2 separate regions of the Anas platyrhynchos genome follow, and region 1 is linked to region 2. The links are chromatin contacts, called in public Hi-C maps. All regions are on one chromosome and are shown on one strand. Each heading gives the region's core, a stretch centred on a gene start, on an enhancer-like site or on the middle of the called end of the contact. The rest is flanking DNA. Distances are from core to core; before and after follow the strand shown.

Region 1 (3,593 bases), core at 742-3,241, 300 kb before region 2:
GTTGCATGCAGAGTCTAAAACACATCCAAAACCAACTTTTAGCATTACAAGCAATCTTTGAGATGATATTTAGACAGATAACAACCCCTCAAGTTTTGTTTTGGAGGAAGGCAACCCTCCTCCCCATCTCCCTTTTACATCTTCACAGGGCTCTTAAGATACTGACAAACACACTTTCAAACAGCCTGTCCAAGTACCTACTTACCTGATTTATGTCTTCACCTCGTGGGGATTTCTCTTATACTATATTAATAACCTTAAATACAATTGGAAGATGATAAAAGACAAGGAAAGCTTACAGAGGCCAAACTGGAATATGTTGGATTGTCCTGTTTCATTTTTCTGGAGTGCTTCTCTAACCCCCTTTAGTCTACAATCCTCATGACTCCCTCTCACCACGAGTTGCTTTGAACATCCTGCTCAAATGACAAGGGAACCAGCTCACTGTGGACGTTTTCCCGTGCAGTCCTCAGGTGCATCTGGATTTACTGCAGGCACATGCCCAAAGCCGAGCCCTTACCCTGAGCTGGCACCAGAGCCGACCTCCACTTCCATGAAGAGGCACCAAGACTTTCCAGAGCAGGCCAGTGGGAGAGGCAAATTAAACCATTTTGAGAGTTTTAAAAGCTGCGTGAGTGACATGGGAATGGACAAATAGTCAGTCATGGCTGAGCACCTCTCACAAAAATTCAGGCAAAACGAGACAGGGTCCAAGAGTGACTACGTCAACTTCAGGACACTGCCTTCTTTTTTGGTAGGTCTTCTCTACTCTTTCTCCAAGTGGGAGTAAAACACTTTCTCACTGGAAAGACCCAGTGCAGAGTTAATGCCCCCAAATAATTCTGTTATCACCTGAACGCTCACAAAATCCTCTCAGCTTTGTATGTTTTATCAACACGTTCCCTGTGAACTCACTAACCAGAACCACAGAGTTGGCCGGCTTGAAATCAAAGCCTCCCCATTACTGAGGCAGAAATAACAACAAACAAAAGACAGCACACGAAATTGCAACAGCCAGAAAACTTCCCTCAGAAGGTCTCTCACCTGGCGCATGGCACAGCTTCCAGTGTTTCTCCTTTTGTTTTGGAAGGCAAATAACATTGTTTTTTTTTCATTCCTCCTTTCCAAGCACAGGATTTACCCAATGCCACAAGAATCTCCCAGCAGCTGCAATGGTTCAGGCTGCAGCACTCGCCTAACTGCTCTAGGACGCCCCAGTAGAAATAAAAGTCAATTGTTACAATTCCAGGGATTTTTATTTTTTTTTTACATCGTTTCTTTTGTGGCATTATTCTGTGTATACTGTTTTGTTATTTTCATCATTGCAAGGGCCTCCAGCAAAGTACCAAAGTTAAACAAATAAATAAATACATATTTGCCTTGCTTCCATTTACTGCCATTTATTGGCTCTGCATTTGGGGAGGTTTCTTGTAATCCTGCAATCAAGAAAACTCAGCAGCGAGTAAGACCCAGCTGAGCACATAACACTGAACTTCTCCATGGAAAGCAACTTCAGGGAGTCTAAGCATTTTGAAGGAATTTTCTGACTGCATGGAAAGCATGTGCTTTCCTTTGGTACCATATCCTTAACTCCAGGCTGCCTTCCTGAACCAGGTCCACGCTCAGTGAGAAGCAGCAGCTTCCACTGCCATTTCTGAAGGCATTGCTGGGATCAAGTGGTCAGACACTAGGGCCTGATTTATCCTAAAAGCCACGTGACTTAGAGCGGTACATGAGGAGTGAAGCAAATTCGATTTCCAGACCTGACATAAATTATGCATAGCTGTTGAAATCCATTTCCTCTGCAAACGGAGGGGCTCTGACACAGAGCAGTGCCTAGCTGCCCCCGGATGTCCCGAAGCCACCAGGCTCTCTAAGAGAGCTCACTCTGAGTTTGTGTGAATGATGACAGCATGCTTTCAAGAGGAGATCAAAGTCTGAGACAGCAGTCATGTAGTGGTACTTACACAGAGGCATCCCTAGATGGTGCTAAGAATTAACTTTATGGTGATCTATACAGTCTAGTTTAATCTGATTCCTCCTTACGAAATTTATTCCCAGAAGAATACTATTTTTCAACAAGAAACTGTCATATAAGTAGTCAAAAATACCAGCTACGTATATTAAATAAAAAAGCCCTTACATGTTTTAAAACTTCAACATAATTACTTAACAAGGAACTGTGGCAATCTGCCCAAAGCCTAAAACATACCAGGGCTGTAAAGCATTTACTACTGGAGGAAGACAGTTATGAGTTATGGCCTCCCCATGGATATCTGTAGAAGCACTTTTTGGAAATTTTATTTCTCTGCAACCTGTTGCTGAAGATCATAGAAATGCTCAGGAAAAAATAGCACTCTGGTGGCATAACTGCATCTACACATCTTAAAAGTAGCTACAAAAGATGCTCATTGAGGCGGCAGTGCTGTCCCAGTAGATGGGTACCCAAGGACCTGTGCTGCTGCCACGCACCTGCATCAGAAGGTGAACTCCACCAACAGTATCAAGGTTTTTCCAACATTCAGAGGCACATAAGAAAGAGATCCAGACTGCAAAATTAACTAGATGCAGGAATTGCTTCTGGAAAGGGACACTTCACTGAGCTTGTGGCTGGCAGCACAACTTCTGCTGCCTACCCAACCTACCTGTGACGTCCAGCGGGCGCTTCTTCAGAGCAGTAACCACCGGGCCATCTTTTCTGCGCAAGAGGGGGCTGCTCCGTCTCTCAGCAACTTTTTGCTTTAGTCTGGATCGTAATTTTAGGTTGGGTTCAGATGCTGAATAAAAAAAAAAAAAAAGAGAAAAGCAAACAGCATTTGAGTTAATATCATTTCAGTAGATTTTTTACTCAATGCAAAGACTGAATTACAGTTCATCATTTGTGAAAGCCTAAACAAAATTAGTCATTCGATACCATATATTTGGAACAAAGACTTCTAAATATAATGAAAAGGTTCCAGCCTATATATTATCTGAATTCACTGATAATGAAAGTCAGTGACATTTAAATTAAAAATAATAATCATCCTGCCGTGTTGTCTCTAATGACTGTGAACTCGTTTGGGCTGGATCAGAGAGCACCACTCACACTCCCCAGTTTCCTGCCACTGCCCAACTTTCTTCCAAGCCAGTGGGAGAACCTAACTTATGAGATCTAAAAATCAATACAGGAATCGGTGAGATAGCTGAGATGCTGCTGCTTGGTCAGCACGGAGCATTGCTGTGGGGCCGGGACGCTATCTGCGATGTGTTGCTGAAATGGGCAGCCCCACACCCTTGGAGTCATCTGACCACAGCGTGAGCTGGCTCAGGGAGGCACACCAGAAAAAACATGGGGAAAAAAAAAAAACAACAAAAACACAAAATAACACAAAACAACAAAAAAGCAACACAAATCAAACCACATAACAAAAAAAAAGGTGAATGTTTTCACACTGGTTCAGCTCCCTGGAGCACCTCGCCTTGGGTCTGATGAGCATCAGCGTCAACTCAGGCAAAAGGGCATGGGAGTGTGGGCAATGCTAAAGCCAAGGCCAGGGCGGAGAAGGTTTGTTTATTTGGGGAGATACTTGGTTACATCATCACAGCCACAA
Region 2 (3,555 bases), core at 612-3,111:
CTGACTCATGCCACGGGCACACAAGGCTGGGTGAGAGAGACTGTGATCAGGGTTTCATGTCCATCTCATATTGCACTCACCTCCTCATTCAGCAGGCACACGGGACAACAAAAGGCTGGTTCTCCCCATGATGTGTGTCCCATTGCCCCTTATTTCCTCCTTACCCATTCACTCCAGACCTTCGGTCAGGCAGCCTCCAGCTCCACTGTTTGGTTAGGCAGCTCAAGCACGCCGTGCCCAAGGTGAACCGTGGCCACTCCCCTGGTGAGCAACAGACACTCAACGCCTTTGCCAAGAAAGTAAAGACGAGCTTTCCAAGAAAAGCAGGTCTGCAAGAGGTGAGAAGGTGCAAAAACAACTCTTCAAACCTATAAAAAGCTGCCATGAGGAGGAACTGACGAAAGAGAGCTGTTTCGATGGAAGCAAGGAAGGAGAAAGGTGCTAAGGAAGCACTTTGCCGTAGTGCCAGAAGTTTTACAACAGATGCTGAGTGAGATTTTTGGAATCTCTGTGACAAAGGGTTTGAAGAACAAGCCCAGTACACCTCTTACGAGCACTTCTAGTCCTGCTGTTTGAAATCAGACACGTTCAACCACGGACATGTCTTTCCTTTGCTAAGTGTGCTTTATTAGACGGCAAAATAGAGCTGAGGAGTCGCTTTCCCTCGTTTGCTCCCATGCTGCTGCTTTGCAAGATTTCATTTAATCAGAGCAAAATGAAAAGAAAGGGAACAGGAGCTATGCCCCGGGTTCAGCAACAAGAATTTAAAGAAACACAACTTTAAAAAAAAATCACCAATTACTGCTCATACAAGATCCATCAGTAACAACCTCAAAATATATCCTGATGTACTGCCAAACACAATATTGGATGATTTACCATACGGGGTATGTGGCACACTAATAGTAAGTTGTGAACAAAATTGAACGTATGACAGTGGCAAACTGTTTCACGACTAGGTTGTTTCCAGATGAAAACAGAACCCCTTTCTTTAGGATACAACAAATGTTGATTTTTTTTTAATGGAAGTAGTGGAGGCTGAAAAAGCCAAAGACATGCCTGTAAAAATACACATCCTGCTACAGCAAAGTCTGAAGCAGCTGCAGCGATGCAACAGATTTGACTGAGGACTCGTACACCAAAACAAGCCAAATGCATTATGTTTCCCTCACCTGCTGGTAAATTAACCCAGGTGACATTACACAAACTACAGCTCTTTGTTCCAAAACATGACTTATTACGCAATGCATCCCGCAGTCACGCAGTTTTGCTGGGAAGGGCACAGCTAAAAACCTGCTTGAGACAGCGTGGCAGCAACATGGGAACGCACCGAGCTATTGCAAAAAGCCAGCAGAACTATTTCTGCTCGACTCGAAGGCTGGGGAGGGAGGAGAGATGCGGAGAGCACCCTCTGGGAGAACCCTCCAGCTTCCACGCAGGCAAATATGTTTCTAACCTTTTACCAAGACATGCCTCGATCCCACGATCAAACTGCTTTCTATTAGGGCAAGGGAGAGAGACCGGAGGGCGAGGCGAGGAGATAAAAGATGTTGTAACGCACCTGATTTTGTATGGGTGCGGCCCGCTGGTTTGATTAGCTTAGTTTTTGCATTATGAAAGCAGTCAGAGGCACTGCTGGGGTTTCCAGGTGTTAGCCCCTATATACATACAACAGAATAGTTATCCTCACCTGCCCAGCATTCCCCTTCCTTTCCCAGAGGCGTGGTGCGAGCTGAAGGTGAAGAGGTGGAAGGCATCCCCAGAGCCAGGGAACAAGCCGGCAGCCGCCCCTCCAGCACCAGGGCTGAAACAGCCCGAGCCAGAACAAGCAGGCTGTGCAAAGTGCTGGATTGCTGATTTCGCAATCCATCATTTCCCAAACCGTGGCCAAATCCCTGCTGCAGTCTAACAGAAACACCCGCGAGAGGGCAGCATGTGCTGGCATGCAGGACCTGCAGCCCACCGGGGACACACAGCGCAGTAAAAGCCTCCTTGAAATGGGAAATATTCGTATAGGCACAGGACATCTGGAAGTCTGGTGAAGGCAGAGTACCACAAGTTCTCTTCTGTTTGATATTGGGGAAAAAAATAGGAAACTATCAGCTTTAACTCTCACGTCTACCCCACACTTGTAGAGTTAGCTTGAAAAAATATTTAAAAAAAAAAAAGTGTAGCTTTGAATGTAAGGTTAGAAGGTGCTTGCTATTTCCTGCTCAGCTGAACAAGGTGTGGGCACAAAACTGGCACAGGACCTGTTGTCACGCATTTGATCAATGTCCTGATACCCCAACGCCGAAGGAACAAAGCAAACACGGAGCACTTTGATCAGATCTCTGCATATGAACACAATCTTGACAATGCTATTCTGAAGGCAAGTGGAAACAGCAAAACTCAAAGCGCTTGAACATTTAAATTACGTTTGTTGCATTGTGAGATTTTAGTAAGATAGCCACGCACCACCTTTAAAAGAAATAATTTCTTATTATCTGCAATGACAAGCCTTGTAAAGGAAACCCTCTCACCATCATCCAGGGTTGAATGAAAAATTAAAGTCCTTTGGCAATGCTATTTATTCCTTTCTACAGTTACAAAGTACAAATTTCACGCAATATCTTAATACAGCACTCTTTAATTGTGTGCTTTACTTTAACTCCCTCCTACACTCTGCAATTAACAATAATCCTTTCTTAATAACTGTACCGGTGTGAAGCTATAAGAAAAACAGCAACAACTGTATTGTCTTCTTTGAAAGGAAGTCTTATTTTCACAGTTCCACAGGATCCAAGCCACCAGATGCTTTTCTTTAATTACTATATATAGAAAACTTTTCTTAGGCAAAAAGTTGCCAAATCCTGACTTGTTTCTCTTAGATGCCACCCAACGTTGCTCTTCTACAACCTACCTTCACCCTTTGAGAGAAGGGCCATACAAAAGGCACAGCATTACCGCTAATATTAGAAGGCATTTGAAGTAACAGAACAGAAAAGTGAAAGTTCATGGGATTCTTTCCCACGGAAGCTTGTTTAAAAAAAGGCTTAACTTATTATTCCAGCGCCTCTCTCACAATAAATACTAAAATTCGGAAGTCCAACCAGGAGAGGTGCAGAGTGCTGCCCCCGGGGAGGAGCAGCCCCAGGCCCCGGGACACGCTGGGGCACCCAGCTGGGAAGTGATTCATTAAAAAAAATTCCTTGTCTTCCTACTAACCGATGAGAGAACCTGAAATTAATATGACAAGAACATAGATCTGAAGCTCTGTTTTAAAAATGCAGTAACTATTCTGACCTCGCTACCTGTACGTGCAGTCTAATGAAGAAGTTCTGCAAAACGGGAAGCTTGTCCCACTTCAGTGCAAGGTTAAACCTATCAATACCCTTACAAGTGTGGATTTTCTTTTTATATGGGATTATCCAAAGAACATTTTATTCATCAGTGTGACTTAAGAGTGGCAGTCCTGCTGCTTTATCTGTAACACATGTATAGAAGCGTAGGGCTGCAATCTCATTTCCTTACATACATGTCAGTGATTTATTTCGCATTCTTTAGAGTTTGGAG

Evidence for each region. A called contact is a pair of places that touch in the nucleus more often than the background predicts.
Region 1: a Hi-C map of subcutaneous adipose tissue shows a contact between it and region 2, with 2.2 times the contacts expected there. The contact joins two enhancer-like sites. A contact is called at or near these places in 3 of 8 Hi-C or Micro-C datasets (liver, skeletal muscle and subcutaneous adipose tissue).

Annotation. Positions count from the first base shown.
Region 1 is chr7:29,337,004-29,340,596 of IASCAAS_PekinDuck_T2T, reverse strand. HDAC4 (histone deacetylase 4) reads right to left here. Exons shown (of 28, transcript XM_027461718.3): 9 at 2,646-2,777; 10 at 1-14. Among named protein-coding and RNA genes, the nearest start is that of TWIST2, 140 kb to the left of the region's middle. Within about 2 kb of position 1,991, at least 1 of the 8 cell types and tissues checked has an H3K27ac peak or open chromatin away from gene starts, as enhancers often do. A contact at or near this core is called in subcutaneous adipose tissue, where this site is marked.
Region 2 is chr7:29,032,472-29,036,026 of IASCAAS_PekinDuck_T2T, reverse strand. The region is part of intron 8 of NDUFA10 (NADH:ubiquinone oxidoreductase subunit A10); the gene reads right to left. It overlaps LOC140002957 (a long non-coding RNA gene), which reads right to left. Exons shown (of 3, transcript XR_011810723.1): 1 at 1,691-3,555; 2 at 165-261. Among named protein-coding and RNA genes, the nearest start is that of NDUFA10, 20 kb to the right of the region's middle. Within about 2 kb of position 1,861, at least 1 of the 8 cell types and tissues checked has an H3K27ac peak or open chromatin away from gene starts, as enhancers often do. A contact at or near this core is called in subcutaneous adipose tissue, where this site is marked.